Linked DNA regions of Anas platyrhynchos: region 1 is linked to region 2. The links are chromatin contacts, called in public Hi-C maps. All regions are on one chromosome and are shown on one strand. The core of a region is the stretch at or near the end of the contact, and the rest is flanking DNA. Distances in the headings are between cores, read along the strand shown. Region 1 overlaps DOCK5 (dedicator of cytokinesis 5). Region 2 holds the start of NKX2-6 (NK2 homeobox 6).

Region 1 (4,667 bases), core at 908-3,407, 270 kb before region 2:
AGGTTACCACATAAAGCAATTTATTACACTCACATCTTTAGCTTTGATTGCCGTTGTTCTTGCCACTGACTAACAGTCCTGTGCAAGGATTTAAAGAAACCCAGAGAAAATATTTTGCAGTTCACCTATTCTAGGTTGTCTGTCACTGGCTTGCAAGGGAGCTGCTGCAGACAAATTCCAGCAGAGGCAGAGGTCAGACCTATCTGAATTTGGGAAGAGCCAAACCGGCACAATCGCTGCTCCCCCATGAAGGGCAGCCCAAATTCTGAGAGCACGCAGCGAGAGACCTGCAGGACTTTATTAATGACTACGCAGCGTGGACAAGAGGGAAGTGCTGCAGGACTGTAGGGCTTGCTGTTCTGTTTCAGAGCCCAGATTGCTGCCGTCCATCCACCCCTAACTACATTAACAGCCTAATTGCCGGAGGCTGCTGGGGGGGGAAACATAAACTATAATGAAGCATGGAGGAAAGCAGTGACATTTTTTTCAGAGAATGTCCAGTTACAGAGGAAAAAGATGTCATGTCAAAACGCAAACAAGAATGTCACTGAGCCCTTATGCATAAACCAGACACGCATACCTAATGGAGAAATGTATGTTTTTTTGTATTCACATCGATGCCTACCAGTAATTGAAATAAAAATCTGTCAGTAGCTTCTCAGTGCTCTTGCTTGTCTGTAACAGCTCCACGGGTAATAACTACTGTCTCCCTGATGACAGCTGAAGCACCGGATCCTTCTTGCTTTAAACAGAATGAAAATAAAGTACAGTGGTTTCTGTTAAGCAGGGGGGTCTGATTCTTCTTTTCCAGTGAGGTAATTTAGCAAGGATTCAGTCAAGCTAGTGGAATCAGTGGTGGTTATATAGACGTAAGAGAGAGATTCAAAGCTGTCTGTGTCATGTAAGGCTGCTGTACGTTTTTATACCTATATTTAGAGGTACCTTTCACAGTAACTGTGCCAATGAAAGCAAGCCCTTGTCTACTAATAGAGGTTATCAGCTACAGGACTTGGGGCTGTGGGCTGGAGCAGTAAGGAAGCAAAATGACAAACTTCCTTGGATCATAGCTGAGGACATGAGCACTTAAGATCCAGGCTACACACACACATTTACTTCTGCACGTATAGGTCCTTTGCCTTCAAGCTGAATCTGAAAGAAGTCTGTCTGAACACAGATCTAAGCTTTAGAGATAAGAGACCTAGATATAAATATTCCCAGTTTCTTCAGTGAGCTTTGGGAGTGCAAACAAGTGATTAGGGCAGGAACTATTGATCATCTGAGTCAGACACAACTTTCGCTTACTTTGACATTGTGAATTTCAGAATTCTGCCCCAATGCCCAGGATGTACTTTGCAAGCTGCAGAATCTACTTGGCTCCCCACCCAGTTTTTCACCTCCAGTCCTTATCTGAAGCTTATGCCAGAATTTATGGCTACATGCCTTTTAATTCTCCTGGATGCGATTAGCTGCTGTGTCAAAGTAAGATGATGCATAGGTATTCTTTCAAGACCAGTGAAGCTGTAGCACTAATTCATTTAAGGCACTGTAAATCACATTAGCAAGATGTACAAAGGCACTGGCATTAAAGAAAAAGTCCAGATATCCCTGATGCTACTCATTAGGTATGCTGTCTACCCGCTATTTCCTGAATAATGTAGCAGAGATCCCTTTTAGTGCTGAACTCCTGAAGTCTCAGACATGCAGGCTCTTTGGCAATTTACCCTTTTCTTTACCTATCCTAGTTCTAAAAAGAAAATTAAAATTCCAAACAATCTGCATGACATGATATAGTTCAGTTTAAAATGGGAACTGTTCCGGATGAGATCTGATAGTACACCGAGGTGATTGGTACAGAAAGAAATATATACCACGTAGGACAGGTATCATGAAACAAAGTGGTAGGAAAAGAGAATATGCTTTAAACAAGTCCTCCTCTTTTCTGCAGTTCTTTGGTAGAGAAACAAAGGCTATCTAAAGGCAAAGGATTCAACTTGGATAACACACTATTTCCCAATCAATAATAGTAATAACATGCAGCAACCTTTGGCTTCTCATCCTCAGAATACTAACACTCAAAACCTAAAGGCTTGCTATGTTGTCCTGGTTTCAGCTGGAAGAGATTTAATTTTCCTCCTAGGAGCTGGTATGGAGCTGTGCTTTGGATTTAGGATGAGAATAACGTTGATAACACGCTGATATTTTAATGTTGCAGAGCAGTGCTTACACTAAGCCAAGGACTTTTCAGCTTCTCACAGCGCCCTGCCAGCGAGGAGGCTGGGGGTGCACAAGGAGCCAGGAGGACACAGAAGCAGGACAGCTGACCCCAGTTGGCCAAAGAGATGTTCCACACCATGTGGACATGCTGAACAATTATATGGGGGGGTATGGGGACCACTGCTCAGGGATGGGATGCGCATCAGTCAGCTGGTGATAAGTGATCGCATTGTGCATCACTTGCTTTGTTCATATCGTATTATTTCTCTTCCTTTTATCAACTGCCTGTATTTCAACCCACAAGCTTCTACTGTTTTCCCCCATTCTCTCTCCCATCCTACTCGGGGGTGTGGGGAACAAACAGCTGCATGGTGCTGAGCTGCCTGCCAGGTTAAACCACAGCAAACGTGAAGACTAAACCAAATTTGAAATATCTGAATCACCACCATTGGTTCTATCTACTGAAAAAATTGGGTAAGGGTGGGAGTGGGGGAGAGACAGGGAAAGAGAAGAGAAGAAACAGGAAAGAGCATTTATTTCCAAAAGAATAGAGTTGCTTGGTATATTGACATGCCTGATATGAAAGTTCAATTTGTTTGCTGTTATCTGCAAACACACAAGTGTCATGTTTTGCCATCACTGTTGATCACTAGACAATTCACACTGACATTTCTGCAGACATGTCACAGCTAAGATAGACAAAAATGATCTTGTGAAAGACAAGGCCAAATCCCTCTTGAACCTATTCTTATAAAACATCCTTTGACTAAAATTGTAGCAAGCAAGATTTGGCCTATGGTGACTTGGTACTAAAAATTTAAATCCTGTAGGATGATTCTTGATTATTCAGATGTTTTATAAATGTTCTTACTGTGGCTCTGTGTTCTGTGGTTAGATATCCCCCCTTCTTTTAGAAATAATCGAAGAGGTTTGGGCTGAAATGCAATGTCTACTGGAACACGGTGGTTCAAAGCAGCTGAAGCTGAGAACATGTTAGCAGCCTCATGAGACAAGCCTCTCTCCCTCAAAAGCTTTTTCTTTCATGTCTGTGAACCCACCTGTTATTAAAACACAGGTTCATCACAGCTTCAGACCCAACTCAGAGTTCTCTCTTCTATTTCTGCAACTGTTTTGCATTTCAAAAGAACACATTTCTTATCAATTTGAACAAGTAAAATATAGGAAGCATTAGGTGCAGAAAAGAGAAGTAAGGACACTTAGGCATGCAGAAATAAGCATTGCTGAGCACTGAAACAGAGTATTGAATAGGCAAATACTTAGAAGAGAAGGTTCATTTAATGTCAGCTTTAGTCCTCAGCCACTGCTGTACTTAAAAGCACTATCACGGCAGCTCGAAATTTTCCAAGCATTTATGACCCTTCTGTAGGGGAATGTGGGGGTGCACAGAGATATCCTCTATTCCACACGAACCTCCTGATGACTTAGTACGAAATTAGGAACATAAACAGTCTTCTGAAGTGGGCAGAATAGTTGAAAAAGCCCCCAGAACTCTAATGAATTCAGGCAGGTTTATGTGCGGGCCTAATTAAAAGTCCATAGAAATCAATAAAAAGTCTTCCTTTCCTTAGTTAATTTAGGTTCCAGTAATTTATCAGGACAGACTACTGATAAAGATGGAGTTAAACAATTATGGGTGAGATCAGATTCAACACTGCTATCTGATTTCTTGTATGGATACTACATTATTTTGTGCGGTTGTAAGGCAGGACAGAAGTATCAGTTAATGGGTGACAACCTAACGGGTTCAGATTGACCTTCCTTTTACTGCACTGTGCCGTTTTGGGAAAAACTTCTACCATTATTTGTTTACCTTATCAATTTAAAGCTACCTCTGCAGCAATCTCTGCTCATACAGCTCCTCCTCCTCTAAAACTTTCAAATACCTGTATTTCATTTTCAGCCATTCTGTATTACCTTATGTGAACACTGGAAGGGCCCTTAGGAATATCAGTGTCAAAATGCCACAGGTATGAATGTCTTTAAGTCACACTTGAGAAACAGACTGCACAAAATAAAATGTTCACATTTATATATGCAATGGAAGGAAAGAAATCATGATTGTGGCATGTCAAAAGATGCATTAAATGGTTAACCCCCTTTAAAACAGCACTGAGTGCAAGATTGCTTGCAGTTAGGTAAAATAATGAGAATTAATTCTTCACCAGTGTATACTGGGGTACTGTGTCCAATGATATTGACCAATGAAGATGGGATAAATTATGTTTTTCTGATATGAAATTCTTCTTGCCTAATACAAAAAACAGAGTAGTAAGAAATGATGAAATTTCTGGTTGTGTCAGCCTTATCACTTAAAAAGGTGTTTAAACAAATGCATTCCAGCACCAGATTGCGTTAACAGGCCATTTTTATAACCAGAGAGCTGAGATGCAGGGAGACACTATTTTTTTTTTTAAATCACATTTGCATCCAAA
Region 2 (4,358 bases), core at 745-3,244:
GGCGTTGTGCCAAGGCGCAGGGCAATGATGGGCTGAGCCCAGACACCTCCAGCGGGGGCTGACATCGGGATCGAGCCCGGGATTGGGTTGGTTTGGCCACAGCTTTTGGCTGGAGATGATTTACAAACCCCACTGATGCCTCTGGATGCTGCAGGTGAGGGAGGGCTGGACATGTCCCATGGGGCACACAGAGCAGGACGGGGAACAGGGGGCTCTCCTGGCCCCCTAATCCTGCACTAATCCTGCCTTGATTTCAGCTCTCTTCTCCCCCAGCTCGCCCCATCCAGAGCCTCCTCCAGCCCCGAGAGCTCGTCCAGCCAAACTCCATTAATCTCCGCGGCACGGAGTCATTAGGGGCGGATAAAGCTACTTACCCCGATTCCTTCCTGCTCGTCTCGATCGCAGCCAAGCATTTTACCTTGGCGCCGGCTGCCTCCCGCCATCAACAAGCCAAGGTGTAATGTTACTGCCTGTTTGCTCTCTCGCCTTTCCGTGTTTCTCCAGCCCCGTTTAGACGTGGCAATGAATCCAGCTGGGGATGAGGGCATCAGGGGCTGCAAGGGATGGGGTCGAGCACTGAGCTTTGCCCGTGGGCTCTGCCGTGAAGATGATGCAGAGCAGCAAAGCCCACATCCATGCCCAGCACCAAGAGGAGCCCTGTGGACCAGGGCAATTATTTTTTGGAGCAGCAATTATTTTTTAAATGGGCTGCAGTATCGGTCCTTCGTGGAATTAGAAAGCTGGGGGGTCTGGGAAGCTGTACACTGGTTAAAAATAAAAAATAAATTTAAAAAAGGAGGAAAAAAAAAGTATTTCCAGGTGTTTCGCAGTGTTTCCCATGGGGAAGGTGAGCCCCGTGTGTCTCGTGATGGATTCAGACCCAATCCTTACATCACACTGGGAAATAACAGCACTGTGATACCAGCACAGGGATGTCCCGGGGAGTGAATACCCAAAAAACTCAAAGCACAGCCCGCAGGGGATGGGAACAAACCCGAGAGCATCACGCAGAGAGCAGGACCGACCTGTGGCTCTGCGAGCACCTCTCTGGCCAAGCCACTGTATTTATTTTCCCTCCTGCTCCAGCCCCTCACTTCCTTGCCTGCGTCGGGGCCGTTTATTTATTCAGCCTCCCCTAATCGTCCCGTTGGGCTGTTTCGGTGGCGCGGGAGATGCTGCCCCAACCCAGACAAAAAAAAAGTCCCTCTGCTCTGTCAGGGCTATCAGCAGACACCAGCCCCAGAGGCCGGCCAGGAATTTTAATTGAAATTGCCGGTCCTGAGCCCAGATAAGGCCCAGCATCACCCCGCGGCCGGTGGGGCTGCCCAGAGCCCCCCCATTGCCCCCCTCCCCAAAATGGGGCTGCTCTTTTTGGGGACCCTGACCCCACTTTATACCCCACTGGGGAGCTGCCAGCCCACCGCCCGCCACCAGAACAGCACTGGGACATACTGGGAGGGCACTGGGATGGGGTGGGGGCTCCGGGCATCCCCCCGCCCGCCCCGCAGGAGCTAGGTGGTCTGCGCCCCGCCGCCTTATCAGCCCTTATCTCCCCAAGCCGCTCGCTAATGTGACCTTAATGGAGCTCAGATCGGCTCGATTTGTTTTATTGCAGCTTAGCCCAAATCCCCCCCCCTTTCCTCTTAACCCCCCCCCCCCTCCGCCCGGCCTCGCATCCCCTTGTTTTGGAAATACAGAGGTGAAGGGGTCTGGCTCCTTCCTCCCCACCCAGCCGTCGGGGGGGGCTCGGCTGGGTAAAAGGGGGCTGCAGGGGGGGGGCAGAGCATCCCGCCCCCCCCGAGGGGCAGCGACCCGCCCTCCCCTGTCCCCCTCCCCAACCCAACCATCCCCGGGACCCCCCCCCGTCTCCCTACCTGGTGCTGCCACAACGGGAGGGCAAAAGCCGGGGAGCGGGTCCCGGAGCGCACAGCCCCATTTTGACCCCCCCCCGGCTGCCCCCCCACCCCTCACACATCACCCCCCCGTCGGAAAGATGCTGCCCACCCCCTTCTCCGTTAAGGACATCCTGGAGCTGGAGCGGCGGAGCGCCCCCGGAGCCCCCGGGGCCGGGGCCGGGAGCAGCCCCGACGGGGGGGGCGCGTCCCCCCGCCCGCCCCCGCCGCCACCGGGTGAGTGGGAGCCGAGGGGACCCCCAGGACCCCCCCTTTTTGTACCACCCCCCCTCGGGGCCAAATACCGAGGAGCCGGCTTTCCCCGCTGCTTGGGGTGCGAGATGCCGGCTTTCCTACATCCCCCCCCCGTCTGTTTTTTTTTCACCTCCTTTCCCCCCCCTTCTCCCTCCACCCCTTTTTCCTCCCTTTTCTTTTCTCCCCTTTTCCCCTTTTTACTTTTCCCATCCGTTATCCTCCCCCCTTTTTTTTAATTATTATTATTTTTTAATTTCGGGGCGCTTGCACCGGCTGCACGGGGGGGTGACGGGGGGGGGAACGAAGCGGACCCGGCTCATTCCCCTTCCCCTGGGGGGGGCCGGGGGTTGCAGACCCCCGTTTCCCACCTCTCCCAAGCCATAGCAGCGCCCGGGAAGGTCCCGGTGTCGCCCCCTTTGTCCCCCCCCCGGCACCCCGGAGCCCCCCAAGCCCAGCCGGGTCGGTAGCGCTGGGCCTGATCCTGCCCCAGGGCACAAATGGGGGCGCTTTGGGGGGGGCGCAAAGTCCCGTTTCGATGCTCCCTAAATTGTCCCCGCGAAGCCGCCCCAAGGCATCGCCGTCCTGGGGCTGCTCGGAGCCGGCTGCGGGCACCGGGGGGGGGCTGGAAGGGGGCGAGGGCATCCTCAGGCCCCCCCCGGTTCCCCCCACCTAAATCGGGCGAATTTTCCCTTGCTCACCTTTTCCTGATGCACGGCGGCTGCAGAGAGGAGAAAAAAAAAAAACGGGAAAACCAGTAAGACCAGAGCTGGAGCACTGGGAGGCACTGGGATGCGGAGCCAGGGGGCTGGGGAGGGCGAGAGCACCCCGGGGGGGCCGGATGGGAGCCCCCCAGCACCCCATTGCCCCGCAGCCCCCCTACAGCCCCTGAGCCCCTGCTGCAGTTCCCAGGGGACCCGAGCACATCCCGCCGGCAGCGGGGTGATGCACAAGACCCCCAGAAAGAAAATAATAATAATAGTAATTAAAAAAAACGAATAATAACAAAATAATAACCATAATAACTTTGCATCTTCTTGTAAAATTGATGGGTTTTCCTCCTTCATTCCCAGCCCCTTCGTTTTGCTCCTTTGGCTTCACTTCAGGGCACTGCGAGGTGCGGGTGCTGGAGGTAAATCCTGCCTGGGGCCGCTTCCATCCCTGGGGGGCAGGATGTGGGGAAGGGGATTTGTGCTTTGGGGTTGCTCAAACCTGCAGCACATCCCATATCCCTGTGCCCCTCCGGGACAGGACTGCCACGAAAGGATGAAATAGAGGCAGTATCCAAAATTCGTGCAACAGTCACACCCCTAATTCCAGCAATAATAATAATAATAATAATAATAATAATAATAATAATAATAATAATAATAATAAATCTTGAATCTCCATTAAGCATTGCAGTAAAAATTCATATTAAATCCCAATTTAATGCTCTCTCCGGCAGCAGAACCAGGCTGGGCGCTCACTTTGCTTTGGGTTTTTGCTCCCTGCAGGGAAACGTTTGCTCGCCCACCCCTTGGAGGCAGAGGAGAAGCAAAGCGACCCTTGCAGCCACCCCAAGCAGCGACACCGGCGAAAACCCCGCGTTTTGTTCTCCCAGGCTCAGGTGTTTGAGCTGGAGCGGCGCTTCAAGCAGCAGAAATACCTCTCGGCTCCCGAAAGGGAGCACCTGGCCAGCGTGCTCAAGCTCACCTCCACCCAGGTGAAAATCTGGTTCCAGAACCGACGCTACAAGTGCAAGAGGCAAAGGCAGGACAAATCCCTGGAGCTGGCAGCCCACCCGCTGCCACCGCGCAGGGTGGCGGTGCCGGTGTTGGTCAGGGACGGCAAACCTTGTTTTGGGGGGTCCCAGCCTTACCCAGCGCCTTATGGCAGCCCGTGCCCCTATAGCAGCTGCTACGGTGCCTATAGCAGCAGCCCCTATGCTGGGAGCTCTGGGGGGGGCTACGCTGGGGTGCTGGCACCGTGAGCTGGGGCACGGCTCAGCACCAGCCCACGCACTCGTGAGAGGGGGTCAGAAATTGGGGGTGGCCGAGGAAAGGGATGGGAGCACCCGGAGGGGTGGAGGAGCACTGCCAGTGGGATGTGCTGTGTCTGTCCGGCCCCTCCAAAGGAGATGGGGGCACCCCGAGGACCCCACCACCGAGAGCATTTATTTATTTGAATGTAAATGTGTCGGGGTCCATCCCGTCCCGCTCCCACGGGGGATTT

What was found. Hi-C and Micro-C count contacts between places; a contact is called where the count stands out from the background.
Region 1: a Hi-C map of liver shows a contact between it and region 2, with 2.5 times the contacts expected there. The contact joins the enhancer-like site here to the promoter of NKX2-6 in region 2. A contact is called at or near these places in 3 of 8 Hi-C or Micro-C datasets (liver, small yellow follicle and subcutaneous adipose tissue).

Annotation. Positions count from the first base shown.
Region 1 is chr23:2,608,366-2,613,032 of IASCAAS_PekinDuck_T2T, reverse strand. The region is part of intron 3 of DOCK5 (dedicator of cytokinesis 5); the gene reads right to left. Among named protein-coding and RNA genes, the nearest start is that of DOCK5, 9.7 kb to the right of the region's middle. Within about 2 kb of position 2,157, at least 2 of the 8 cell types and tissues checked have an H3K27ac peak or open chromatin away from gene starts, as enhancers often do.
Region 2 is chr23:2,342,072-2,346,429 of IASCAAS_PekinDuck_T2T, reverse strand. NKX2-6 (NK2 homeobox 6) reads left to right here and starts at 1,994. Exons shown (of 2, transcript XM_038166808.1): 1 at 1,994-2,065; 2 at 3,601-4,116. The coding sequence starts at 1,994. The coding sequence ends at 4,116.